Linked DNA regions of Mus musculus: region 1 is linked to region 2. The links are chromatin contacts, called in public ChIA-PET maps. All regions are on one chromosome and are shown on one strand. Each heading gives the region's core, a stretch centred on a gene start, on an enhancer-like site or on the middle of the called end of the contact. The rest is flanking DNA. Distances are from core to core; before and after follow the strand shown.

What was found. ChIA-PET counts read pairs in DNA pulled down with a chosen protein or histone mark.
Region 1: a contact with region 2 is called in an RNA polymerase II ChIA-PET map of memory CD8 T cells, with 121 read pairs. The contact joins the promoter of Mterf2 here to the enhancer-like site in region 2. A contact is called at or near these places in 6 of 484 Hi-C or Micro-C datasets (CD4 T cells, forebrain, muscle stem cells and 3 more), 7 of 115 datasets of contacts at active chromatin or transcription factors (CD8 T cells, the SCID.adh cell line, effector CD8 T cells and 2 more) and 3 of 9 other capture datasets (adipose tissue, liver and pancreatic islet).

The regions. Positions count from the first base shown.
Region 1 is chr10:85,126,115-85,129,622 of GRCm38.p6, forward strand. It overlaps Mterf2 (mitochondrial transcription termination factor 2), which reads right to left and starts at 1,913. Exons shown (of 3, transcript NM_028832.3): 1 at 1,848-1,913; 2 at 254-372.
Region 2 is chr10:85,160,028-85,163,426 of GRCm38.p6, forward strand. All of the region lies in intron 1 of Cry1 (cryptochrome 1 (photolyase-like)), which reads right to left. Among named protein-coding and RNA genes, the nearest start is that of Cry1, 23 kb to the right of the region's middle. Within about 2 kb of position 1,889, at least 134 of the 459 cell types and tissues checked have an H3K27ac peak or open chromatin away from gene starts, as enhancers often do. A contact at or near this core is called in adipose tissue, effector CD8 T cells, forebrain and 4 more, where this site is marked.

The sequences.
Region 1 (3,508 bases), core at 663-3,162, 34 kb before region 2:
GGTCTACCTAGAGTATTTTTAAGCCAGTTTGGACTGTAAAGTAACAACTTGTTTAAAAAAAAAAAAAACCCAAAATATTATAATTAAAGAAATGAGAGAGACCATGAATTTGAGAGAGAATAATGGAGTGTGTGTGTACTTGGGAAGTGTAAATGATGTAATTGTATTTTAATTAAAAGCATTAGAAATGAATGAGTTTTTCTAGTGAAAAACAAACAAATGTACAAACAAATAAATATGCTTTCCTTCTTACCTTATAGTCTCTCCTGAGCGATTTTGTCCTTCTCCAGGGCTTCAGTCAGTCCATTTAGGACTCCTCTGTAGCTTCTAAAATGTGATTCTGTCACCTCTCTGCAATAGACCTCAGTGGCACTTTAGGACAGACATACAATAATTTGTAGAAAAGACTTTCTGCCACCTGAATTCCCATCTCCCTTCCTCACAAACCAGTCACTTCTCAGTCCCGGCGGACTCTGTTCCCACTACATAGTCTCCAAAGACTGTGCTTTTGTCAATCAACTCTCAGAAGTAAGCGTCACTTTCTTAAGGAAATGCCTCTGATGTTTCAGAATAGATGAAGCCCCATGTCCCCTTTAAGGGTGTTTACGGCACCATGGACTGCAATGCTCCACCTGGGATGGCTGTGACCCCTCACGTTTCTGCTTCACTATCCCACACAACCCACTTTGCAGCACCGTGTTCTAATGAACTGTCTCCCTGCCCTTCATGGGCTGCCATCACTGACTCTGGGAAAGAGAGGGGCAGGCAGTTCCCGGTGTGTTTTTTTACTTTATAGTAATATTTATCAATTGTCCATTCAACTTGTAGGGTTTTTTTGTTTGTTTTTTTGTTTGTTTGTTTGTTTTAAGCTCAGGCTGCTGTCAGGATGGTAGGCACTAGCTCTCCTGGCCAAACATTTCATATTTCTGTTGGGATCACAGACCATCTGAGAACTTGAGAGTTACAGACTTTACAAAAAAAAAATAAGGAAGGCCCACACCTTTTTCACTTCAGAAATGGCGTTAGCAAGAACTATGAGCAGCCCATAGTGACTGTGTATGCAGGGGAGAGCCGAGACTGAATACTGTTATTTCCTGTAATGAGCAAACAAAGAACACGATGCACAAGGCAATAACAGCAAATTAACAAATCAGGCTATGAAACAATGCAGAGGGCAAAAGTGAGTTACTTTAGCGCAGCTACACTGCCTTGGAATTAATCTCCAATTAGCTGTGACTTTTTAGGAAGTAATATCACCTTTCTGTGTGGGCAGTGTGGGCATCAGGAACATGGGGACGCTATTCCTTGGTGAAAGATCATGTTAAACGAGTTAATAGTAGTTCAGAGTATTAAAAAACAAAACAAAGCCCTCACATCTACTCCTCATTAAACCATAGTTCCCCTTAAAGATGAGGCCAGGATGCAGGTGTAGCTTGCCCAAGGCTGCCCACCTAAGAATGGCAGTCCTCTTAGCCTTGTGTCCTATGTACAATGATGCTCTTGCTAAAAAGGTCACATAGTCTGCTCTCTTATGCAATCCTCTCAAGCAATCCTGAGGTGAGAAATACATTTTTATAATTAAAACAGTCCTCTCAATAAAACCAATTAAGTTCTGATCTGACAGTTTCAAGTGAATTCCAATTTGTAGGCAAAGAACCACAAAGTTGGTCAGAGGAAGGGCCCTGCCAGGACCGCTACCGTGGCCTCTTATTTACGTGTGCAGCCTCCTTTTTTCAGTGCTCCGAGGTGGAGTGCCTGTGTGGACGTTCTCGGTGGGCAGCTGCTAACCCTGACCCCGGTAGGCAGGCTTGAGGCTCAGCCAGAGCTGGAGAAATAGGGTGGCTTACCTGTGGGCAGCAGTCCAAGCACAGCGGAGAGACCTTGGGCGTTGAGCTAAGTTCCCACCCTGTTCCGCAGGCCTCTCCACTCAGGAAACAGATCCTAGGTAACTGGCAGGGCTTCGCCTTGGCTGGTAACCAATCAGAGCTCGAGAAACTGATGTGCAGGAAGTCACGCCTCCATCCCGAGCGTAGCCAATTAGAACACTGTGTACAGGCTCCCGTGGGAATAAGTGAGCCACACTACAGGGTCTATTGCCACCAGTGCCACCTGGCGCTTCTGTCTCAGCAAACTCTGGTGGTTCAGTCTCTTTGTCCCTTAGAGAACGTTACAACTCGTTGAGAGAAAGAGGCAGGGAGGAGGGGCAGATCAGAACCTGTTGTCTGTAATGTGGAGCCATTCAGAATTCTCAAGTTTAAAACTTTGAAACCTGACCTGTCCAAACAAAACAAACCCCTCACATCTGCGGTAAACACCAGGTCTGATTCCCTAAATGCCATTCATCCTTTTTACCCCTAGATGACTTTGCCCAAATACTGCTAAACTGCCTTTTGCTTTACATTCTAAGTTATTCGTGATGCCCACACTCATAAACCAGCCAACCAAAAGCCAGAATCTTTTTCATCCATCCTTCAGATAAATATTTACAGGCTGCCGCCTCAGCACCAAGCATGCGGAACTGCAGCGCTAGGACCTTGGACAGGGCAACAGGAACTGAAACACATTAACGTGGTAACCACAATGAGAGTGAAGTGCTACCCAGGAAAGAGTCCCCTGTGCCCACCCTGTGCTGTATGCAGTTAGAGCAAGGAAAATGGTGTTTCCTAGGCTGATAGCCCGCCTCGTTACCTTTCTAAGGGTCTCTCACTCAGGTTGACACCTCCCCTTCATGTGGAGTGGAGGCTCCTGATTATGTCCTTAGCTAAGAACAATGCTTGATCCACAGTTAAGAACTCCAGAATGTTAATCATATCTGAAAACAGCCGTGTGGTTTACACTTTGTGGGCTTTAGAGGAACAGAGTCCTGACTCCTAAAGATCAGTTCTGATCCTCAGGCTACTCCGGAATTAACTGAGCAGCTACTACCTAGATGAGTAGGTGATCTATGTCCAATAACCCTTCTTAGCACATCAACACTCTATTCATGGATTTTACTGCACACTTTCTTACAAAAATTTGGGATTCATGGTTAAGATGTGCTATCCTCACTTGGGAAAAGGAAACTACAGTCAAGTATAGAAAAGGAATAAGTGGTCACATCGCAGCATGGGGAAGGATTAGACAAAGACAGCCTGGAATTACACAGTAATCTAGGCCAGTTTTGTTTAGTTTCAGGCACTGTCTCAAAAGCCAACCCACACCCCCCATCAGACAATTGAAAAAAAAAGGGGGGGAAGAAAGAAAGTTATAGGTGTTAAAGTCAAGACTTGGAATTGCATGCTGTGCAATCACTTGTTAGGAGAGGGACGCAGAACTGAGAATCATGGTGTGGGAAGCTTGCACCAAGGCTCCACACAACCTGTGCACTGTGATCAAAAGTAGCTGCTAACTCAGCCACACTGACTGTGGCCAGTGACTGGGCTCAGACTTTGCCATCTTCTTACAGTGCGTTTCTAGGGCCTGACACTCAGAAAAAACCTTAGGAGGAACAGGTGATGAGACTACTACT
Region 2 (3,399 bases), core at 639-3,138:
CAGAGTAGAAAGGGTGGGACCATATCTGCAACTTGTGAAAAACCTTGAATTTCTCTGTCTATAAAACTGAAGTATAATAGGACCCATAACATAGACATTTTCATGAGAACAGAATCAGTTCACACATGTGGGGCTCACAGAGCAGTCTCTGTACACAGTGAGCACTAGTATGTGTTATTTAATACCTCTCAGTTTCCTCCTTGCTACCAACTTCTATTTTTACTACAATAATTCTAGTTTTATCTCTTGCTTGTATTTGCTGCAGTGTCTTAAAATAGATCTACCTACCAACAATCTCTATCACCATAATCCAGTACATTATCAAATCATTGTGAGACGTATGATCTTGTACAAAGGTCTTCAAAACTCACTCCTTATATAGTAAAGAGCAAAGTATGTTCTCAGCTGCCATCCAATGATCTCAGGGCCATTTTCTACCCTGCTTCCTGCTGCTCCTCTGTACCAAGCTACTACTCTGTGATCTGTTCTTCAGTCTGAAATAATTTTGCCAATTCCTATCTCAAGGTTATATCTTATTGTCTTAAGTCTTAGAGTTGAAGGTACTTTCTCTATTCTCTCAACTGTCAGAGGAGAATGTATTTAGTCCTAGAAAAAATTCAAATTGTTTCTTACAGCACACACAACTGCATACAAGCATGTATACACATGTATACATATACATAGACACACACACCCCACTAGTTTCTGTGGATTTCATATTAAGTGCCTGTGTCTGATTCTTAACGTATGTTTTAGTTTCTACATCTGGTAAATATCGTCATAGGTCTTGCATAGTCTATTGAAAAGGTTTGAAGTAGGATATGCTAGTGGGCTTGTTTTCCATAGCTTTTGAGGGGATTAGAAACACATAAAACCAACTAGTAGCACAATGGCTAAAACCCATTAAATAGAAGTTACTGTTACTTCTCCTTCAGAATAATTTCTTTCTTAAGGTTGAGCGGGGAACTGTAAACTCATAATTCTCAAGATGTGGAGCAGGAGGATCCCAAGTTCAAGGGCTATAGCAAACCCACATGACCCACCTTAAAAAGAGAGAGAGAGAAAAAAAGGGTAATACCTGTTTTTGAAAACAAAATCACATGTATGTATACATGTAAATACTTGGGCACAGCAGTAGGAGAGACTGAGTTAGTTGGATGCTCAGCTTATACAGGATCGCACTAAACGTGTGCCTTTCCCTGAATGTGACTGTAACCCAAGGTTTGATTTTCCCCAGTGACAAAGCCAATGCTAATATAAATAGCTAACTATTTAAAAGGTACTGTACAATAAAAACTCAAAATTAACTCATCTTAAAGCCTGTGATTCTGTGGTAGTACTACAGAAAATAAACCTTCAATAGTGTAGGTTCAAAGTGTCAAGTCACTGATCAGTGAAATTTCTTTTTGGTGATAAATAAAAACTATTATTTGAAAGCTATACAAAATCTAACCCTTTGTCCTTTGCCCTCAATTTAGAATGGGGTCACTCAGAGTTCAGACTGTGTGCTCCAGAGAATATCATTTCAACATTCATATAAAGATGTCTTAAAACATCATTCGACACTGAACAGGCAAATTTGGCATACACTGCATAGTCATTTACTCCCATTTGAAGGTCTGGCTAATAAAACAATAGAATGGTTTTTAAAAAGGCCAAATGATAGTAAAACTCACTGCACTCCTTAATGTATAGAAGCACAACTTAATTATAATACTGAATGAACCACGAAGAGATTAATGCACTTCTTCATTTTAAATATTTTAAGGAATTTTCCTCTAGAAATCACTACCTTTTACTACTATAAAAACGTACATGTAGTAACTTCCTTATGCCACTTCCAAAAGATGATTTCAACATGAATCAACAGAAATAGTTTCTAAAGTAGGTCATCGCTATAGCAACCAGTGGGTGGTTTAGCATACTCCCATCACAATGACCTACTTTCTAGTCTGTGCTAGGACAGCTTATATAACTAGTATTTCTAGTTCTGTCTATAAAATAGTCTGAAAAAGGCAATGGCAAGATACAACATAATCCCACTGCTACTGAAAACAAGACATTATGAATTCATATAACACAGTCATCTGTCCTATGCCATAGTTTCTACACTGTGTCATAACAGTCACCAGTGGAGATTACTCTTAGACTCTCTAAACCAAAACCATACAGTGTCGACCCTAGAGACCCGACTTAAAGAATATATACTAAAATCATTAAAATCACATGAAGAACATCTCCATGTATTCTGTACATATGAAAAAAAAAGATGTGGACCTACTACCATAAATAATAAAAAAAGAAGGGTTTTCAGCCATACCCCAAAGTATTTGATTAGAGATTTAAAAACTATAAATAGCAATTTGTGTGTCTCTAAGTATGGAATAAGGTTTTTATATGCTCCATTTTTAAAATTTCTAGCAAACTCTTAGTTCTTTCATTTATTCTGTCAACTGTGATACACATTTTCTTAACAGCCAATACTCAAGCATTTAATCCAGATGAAGTACACATCACGAAGGTGAATTCTGCACTTGTCAGGCTCAGAATTAAAAGCACAGGTCCAGAGACATAGCAGAACAAAAAGTTGTTTCTAAAACCAATGTGTTGCAATCAAAACAAAATTTATAGGTAACCTTCTCACAAGCCCTTCCAAAGAACCAACAGAGGCAGAACAGGGCTTTTAGTGTGGTTGCTCAGGTGTGACCCAAGAAAATGATTATGTGTGCAGTACAACAGTAGAACATTCACTTAGCATGGTCAAGGCTCTAGGTTCAGTTCTCAAACATCAAAAATTAAGAAATTAAAGAAATAATGAAAAAAGCTGAAGGTCAGGCCTGGCAGTACACACCTGTATTCTAGCATTCTAGAATCTTTAGGCTACTGATACAGGAGTATCTAAACTCAATGCCACCTGGCAAACTCAGCAAAACCGTGACTGAAAAAATAAGACATTATATAAAAAAATTTTTAATTCAAAAGCTGCAAACCCAGCAGACTGGTGAAGTTGTGTCACTGGGTGTCTCAAATAGGATGAGCCCTGCTGTTCTTGGTGATATGACTCACTGGGGTAATAAGCATGACTTATTGAAGTTCTGAGGCTTCTCTTGATGTGTACAGGTATTAAGTGAACCCAGAAAATCTCTATATAAAGTAGTATTTCAATACCCCTGGTTTGATACACAATGAATTTGGACTTCCATTCAGAATATGAGAAACTCTGTTCTGGACTCAAGTCTGAGGCTACACATTACTGTCTGAGGCACCACAGGCTACACTAAAGACAGTGTCCCACTTCTGGCCTGTCCAGGTCCTCTAGCTTCCTTCAGCCATTTTAACAACTAAAACTGCCTCAGAACAACTCTAAAATGCCTTCCTTCCAAGGAGTGATAACTAATT